Regions from separate parts of the Hordeum vulgare genome. Here region 1 is linked to region 2. The links are chromatin contacts, called in public Hi-C maps. All regions are on one chromosome and are shown on one strand. Each heading gives the region's core, a stretch centred on a gene start, on an enhancer-like site or on the middle of the called end of the contact. The rest is flanking DNA. Distances are from core to core; before and after follow the strand shown. Region 1 holds the start of LOC123427038 (ent-copalyl diphosphate synthase 1, chloroplastic-like). Region 2 holds the start of LOC123427028 (FCS-Like Zinc finger 10-like).

What was found. Hi-C and Micro-C count contacts between places; a contact is called where the count stands out from the background.
Region 1: a Hi-C map of leaf shows a contact between it and region 2, with 4 times the contacts expected there. The contact joins the promoter of LOC123427038 here to the promoter of LOC123427028 in region 2. A contact is called at or near these places in 1 of 6 Hi-C or Micro-C datasets (leaf) and 1 of 1 datasets of contacts at active chromatin or transcription factors (embryo).

Annotation. Positions count from the first base shown.
Region 1 is chr1H:130,608,067-130,611,227 of MorexV3_pseudomolecules_assembly, forward strand. It overlaps LOC123427038 (ent-copalyl diphosphate synthase 1, chloroplastic-like), which reads left to right and starts at 1,815. Exons shown (of 14, transcript XM_045110982.1): 1 at 1,815-2,210; 2 at 3,014-3,112. The coding sequence starts at 2,111.
Region 2 is chr1H:130,123,516-130,126,996 of MorexV3_pseudomolecules_assembly, forward strand. LOC123427028 (FCS-Like Zinc finger 10-like) reads right to left here and starts at 2,127. Exons shown (of 3, transcript XM_045110962.1): 1 at 1,835-2,127; 2 at 676-1,530; 3 at 1-201. The coding sequence starts at 2,112. The coding sequence ends at 60.

The DNA of each region.
Region 1 (3,161 bases), core at 565-3,064, 480 kb after region 2:
GCCCAGGAGATGGAAGTCCTCGCCGACAACGACTGCTACCCCGACGGTACCTATTACTACGTGGAGGTCGCTGATGATCAGGAGTAGTTAGGAGGTTCCCAGGCAGGAGGCCTCGCCTCGTTCGATCGTTGTATCTTTTGTGCTAGGCTTCTCTAAGGCACCCCATGTTTCATGTCTGTACTCAGATATTGTTGCTTCCGCTGACTCATGTGTTTTTCGAACTTCGTATTCTAGCCCTCGAGGCCCCTGGCTTGTAATATGAAGCTGATATTGTTTTATTTGTGTCTAGAGTTGTATTGTGATATCTTCCCGTGAGTCCTTGGGTTTGATCGTACGCATTTGCATGTATGATTAGCGTACGACTAAACCGAGGGCGTCACATGAGGAATCCCCCTCCAATTCGTGAAAGATCGACACTTACGGGTCTGCCCCGTAACACCTCGGCTATGTCCGTTGTGGGCGCCCCAAAGAAGAAGCTGTCACGGGTTATCGATCCTGAGTGCGTTCAACACTGGGGCCCACCACCACCATGGTCAACGCCACATGGAGAGCCGTCTCTATGCATTCGAGGCGGCACGAGCCAACGAGCGATACGGGAGCGAGTGATCCACCCGATATTCATTCACATACTTGTGTAGGCATCATTGTATTGTTTGTGATCAATTTATCCATATATGTAGCTCGTACTACTAATTAGTACTCCCTTGTAACGAAGGGAGTACTAATTAGTAGTTCGAGGGAGTTAGTGTAGGCATTATTGTACTATTTTCAACTACAATTAATTAGGTATGGAGGGAGTAGTTTCCATGCATGCACTGAAAATGGAGTGATTCACATCACGCGTAGCCTCTACTAAGGCCCTGTCTTTTAAAAAAGTCTTAGGATTTTTTTAGTCCCAACTAAAAAGTCTCTAGTCCCTACCCGTTTCTTTCTAAGGACTAAACATGGACTAGAGGTTATTAAATGACATGCACAAAGACCATGTTACCTCTAGTAATATACTAGAAGTTATTAAATGGCATGCTAAAAGTAGGGACACTGTTGAAAAAAGTGCCAAAAAAATTCCAAAAAGTCCCTCCCATAGGGACTTCTTCCTTTAGTCCCAAATATCTCTTTTAGTTCCTAAAAGTCCCTCCTGTTTCTTTCACATGGGACTAAAAGGGACTTTTTTTAATCCCTACATCAAAAAGTACCTTGAGAGAAACACTCTAATTCCTTGTTAACGTGGATTCGGCTTTACTAACATGTTAACATGGATTCATATATGTAGCTCGTACTATTAAGTAGTACTCCCTTCGTTACTAAATAATTGGAACGAATGGAGTACTAATTAGTAGTACGAGCTACATATTAGTAGTACGAGGGAGTACAATTAATTAGGAATTGAGGGAGTAGTTTTCATGCATGCATGATAGGCATTGAAAATGGAGTGATCCACATCACGCCTAGCCTCTACTAAGTAATTCCTTGTTAATGTGGATTCGGCTTTACTAACATGTGAAATGATTGTAGACGGCTTGGACGACGATTGATTGGGAGATACCAGACGCTGGACAGTAACACATTCCCATACATATATAGATTACGTTTTCCGTTTCTTTCACTCCGGAACAGATGATCAACACTTGAAAGAAAAGGAACTCTCTGGACTGGTTATAGAGGGGTATCAGGGTGTGTGGGGAGAGATTGTCGCTCTCGCACCACCCGTTCACAAGGGAAACGTTTTAAGGTTTTTGTCCACTACTAGGAGCTTTCCCCGCACCCGAATCATTCCCTTCTCTTCTCCCACAAGCACAGCCCCGTCTCCTCCTTCGTCGCTCACATCTCCCCCGGCCCTTCTCTCGCCATCCCTTGTGGTATATATATATATATATATATATATATGCGCACCCACCCCGCACCTATATCCCTCCAAATAAACCTCGTGTTTTTCCTGCTCGTGCTCATTAACTGCCCCCTCTTAATCACCTGCCCAAACCAGCGTGCTCCGATCCTTATCCCTTGGCTCGACCGTCATCACCATCAACTCATCATCGTCGGCCTTAACTCCTCCCCTCGTCGTGGCTGGATCATCCACTGGTATAAATAGGTGGTGGACTGAGGCACGTGCATGCATTGCAGCCCGGCCAGCATGCAGCTCCACCTCTCTCCGTCGGTGGGGGCGCCCTTCCGCTACGGTGAACCGCGGCTGCTGCGAACCCTCGTCAAAGGTGATGGATCCATGCCCCTTCCCGTCATGCTTTTCGCTTGCGGCGCTGGTTTATTTCTTCTTAGCTTTTGCAAACGGAACGCTGTGTTTCTTCTGCTATATACGGTGTTTCTCTTGCATGTATATACGGCCGTTAAAATTACTAGGAAACTAGAAAAATCCTTCATCAGCTTAGTACTGATCACTCCTCAGTGTCAAATACATGACCCATCAAGCTTTTTTTCTTCTCTAGCATCGTCCCTGCCATTAATTTTTATGGGTGCAGCGTATATACGTAATCCTTCACCAGCTTGGTCAGATCCACTGCATGCTCAGCGTACGCCGCGTAATTTTGCCACTCTTCTCTGTGGATTCGCCGATCTCTTCTTCTCCGGTATGATGGATCTTGCAATTTATTCGTGAACACGTTCTGTGGCACGAGTTCTTGTCTGTCACTCGCCGGCAGATTGCGATGGTTGCTGCAGTTCTAGTCCGCTGCCTGCATCTGGCTGCCGTTTTGCCCTGTTCACGTGCTGCATGCCAATGCCGGGAGTGCCGTAATGAGCTTGAAACGAGACCGAAAGTTCTTTTTTTCTTTCTGTGTGCGTGTGTATATCCACATATCTTTTTCTTTTCTTTCCTTTTTTTTTGGATGACATATATATATATATATATATATATATATATATATATATATATATATATATATATATATATATATATATATATATATATATATATATATATATATATATACAAGCGATAGTCACTTGTGAGGTGAGAAAGATTGAATTGGGTCTGATCGCTTTGGCTTTGAACAATCAGGTCCATGCCGTTTCCGCGGCAAAGGAGATGCCGCCGTGGTGGAACCCGCCGGCACGCGCGTCGTCGCTCGCCGGACCAGCAGCGTATCCAGTGCTAAAGGTATCACACTGCCTTGACTTGGGCTGGGACCCGGTAATCTTGTGTCCTG
Region 2 (3,481 bases), core at 877-3,376:
ATGAACGACCACTAAACAACATTATTGGCCATCTTCCTGGCACGCACAGGGTGCATTGGTCAGGTGAAGATGTCATCCTCGTCTAACTGCGAAGTCGAACTAGGTGAGCTGGGAGAGGAGACTGCAGGATTGTTCTCGTCTTCGTCTTTATTCAGGACTGCTTGGTTTCTGCAGTTGCCACCACAAAATGCATTCTCGCCGCTGCAAATGGGCATTCAGCAAACTGTTTAGTGCTTGTTACGACACATGAAAAATCAAACTTGTTTAATGCCTTAATGGTGCTAAGTATATAAATGATGCGATGACCATTCATTTTTAACTTTTCCGTCCGTAAACTAATATAAAAGCATTTAGCTTGCTATACTTTAGTGTTTTAAAGTCTTTTATATTAGTTTAGAGAGGAAGTACTTGAAGAAAGAACACCAAACTCTTCATGTATGTTTCCATTCTATCCATCATTCCATCTGAAGAGCAATTATCTACTTATGAATGTACCACTCGTAATGTATGCATGCCTGCAAATTCCCTAAAGAACTGAATGAAGATGGTTCACAATCATCGGTTATTCGAATCAATAGTACTTCCTTTCTAAACTAATATAGTAAGCTAAACGCTCTTATATTAGTTTAAGGAGGCAGTACTACTAAAGATGACTGGGCGAATGCATCGACATACCGATAAACGTAAGATCCGTTGCCATCCAGGTCCTTGTTGCAAGCGGAGCAGGAGCCGGGCGTGGACTCCTCGTCGGCGACCAGCCAGTACAATTCAGCTCCTTCCTTGTCCACATCGATCTCCTTGCTCTCCCAGTCGGGCATGAGAACAGGACAGGGCTCCAAGATGCAGTCCCCGAAAATGCGGGTGGTCTTCGGATTGGAGCCGTGAGCTATGATGCAGGTGTAGTCCTCCGACTGTTCGACCTCCATCGCCGACACGGACCCGATGTACCTGCGTGGTCCACCAATCGACACCGGCAGCGACCCGGACGCAGGGAACTTGGCACGGTCGACCAGGTGGAGCTGAGCACCGCCGGACACGATGACCTCTGGACCAGACTTCACATCCCCGTAGAACCTAGTGCAGGGAACCGACATGCCCCCGGCGCCGGCGGTGGCCTCCGCCTCCCCGAGCTCCGGCTGCGCATGCCCGCAGTCTTTGGGCGGGGAGGTGTAGGATTTCGCGAGGCATTGCAGCTTCGTCGGGCGCATCTGGAACCCGAGCAGGCGATTCTTGGCGTCGGCGGCGGGCTCGGCGAGGCTGTCGACAAGGCCGCCCAGACCGACGCGCTGAGAGTCCCAGCTCCTGGGTGACCGCGGCGACCCAAGCAGCGAAGCGCGCGCGGTAGAGTCGCAGTCCGGCGTCCCGCGCTTGGTCGCCGCGAGCCCCACGAGCAGCCGCGGCACGGCGAAGAAGGCCGGGCTGCGGGGCCTCCCCCCAGCGGCGCCGTCGAGCGCATCCCCCGCCGCGGCCTGGTCGAACACCACCCTCCTCAGCATCATCCTCCCTTCCCTCCCTCCCGGCCCCGGCGCTCTGAAAACGAAACCAAAGATATGATCAGAAAGGCTCAGACGGCAAGGGATCGGCGCGGCCGAGACTAAAAAGCAATCACGCATCGAGAAACGGCCAAAATCTAGCACTGGCTACGATCCAAGAAGCACTGGGGAGTCGTCAAGAACAACGCGCGCGGGCGCAACAGGACAATCGGAGCACGAGTGACGGCAACGGGGGGGCAGATAGGCCTCGTCCGGATGAGGAGGAATCTCTGGCGACTCGCGGCCAAAACAACAAGAGAGGAGCGCGACCCACGCGCGCATCGATCTCATCCCATCCCCACCTGATGATTAACCGAAATCCCTCCTCGTTTCTTCCTCCTCGATCGCTCTCGGCTCGCTCCGCGATGCCGAGGAAAGGGGGGGGGGGGGGGGGGGGGGGGGGCGCGCGCGCAAGAGCAATGCTGGAACCCGACGAGGCGAGCCCCTCCCAAACGGAGCCTGCGAGGCCGCGGCACGGCACTGCACTGCACTGGACCCTGGTCACTCCATCCTCGACCACTAGAGTAGAGTAGAGCAGCAGGCTTGCGTCGTAGGGGCGTCGCTTTGGCGTGCAGTGCATCGAAAACAGAGCGGGAGCAGGGCCAGGCTGCAGGCCGGCGCAGTGATGGGCTTGCTTCTGAAATACTCTTCCCACTCATTCATGGATGCCAGACAGAGGCAGCCGCTAGGCGTGTAGCAACGTCGTATCAATACGACGGACGGCCGGGGCCGGTGGACTGGTGGTACATGCAAAATCTCTACTACATGCAGTACACTCTTGTGCTTCCAGTTCCCGGCCCGGGAACAGACGTGGCAGCACCCATGGCTCGCTCCGTGCAGACTCTTCTTCCATATTATAGTAGTATTTTTTTTAGCATTTCTGGTTTTCTACGATCTCACGTGACATCCTTGTTAGAGTGTTAGCTTGGACGTGATAACCCACTTACCATCTTAGGCCTACTCGACATCCGCGAGTTAAAAAAAATCAGGACACGCGAGTACCATACCTTTATAGACAACATAATATATATACAAAAGGTTACGGAATTTGCTAGTTAGGAGTCACAAGTTGATCCTAACCCAGTCTCCACTCCAAGCACGCAACGCTACTCGTCGAACATACGTATGTCTCTGCCATTTTCCACATCGCGAGATCATCAAAGATGAGGTCGATCGTACCTCATTCGTTTCGAACCACGTTCTCGTCAAACACTCTACCGTTCCTCTGCTTCCACAAACTCCATCAGATTAGCACAACCAGCGTGCCAAAGCTTTTGCAAGTGCACTTAAAGATTCGCATCCTAGTCACTGACCACCACTCCACCAATCTTGCATGTGGTGTTGGACATAGTTATGCGTCAAATTCCAACCTGGTGAAGCAAAGGTACCATATTTGCCTCGTGAAAACGCGTTGTAGCAACATATGGTAGATCGTGTCCTCATCTTGATCGCATAAGTAGCAATGCGAGGTATGATCATACAACCCATGCCTAGTCCTCGTGTCCGATGTCCACAAACGGTATTGTACCGTGAGCCACATGAATATCGTGCACGCCAGAGGGGCCCAACTCTTCCATACGACTGCATAAGATTGGAATCTAGTGTCGCCTTCACATAGTATCTTATATGGCGATGATGCCGTGTAGCCTCCTTCCGCGTTCCAAGCCCAGATCGGCATGTCCTCAGATTGCGGATTGATCTCCACCTCGATGAGAATCTCCCATAGCGTGATGAACTGAGCCAGACTTTCCGTGCACATCTCTCCTGTGATATCATTCGTCCAACCGTGCATGTGTAGCGCGTCTCTTGTCAATCTCCTCTTGGCTACTTGGGTTTTGACCCTAGCTACCACCAGAGGTGCAATATCGTTGATTGTTGTATCGTTTATCCATTTGTCTTTCGAGAACAAGACCTTTGCACCCAATCCTAACTTCCATTTAACCAGACTT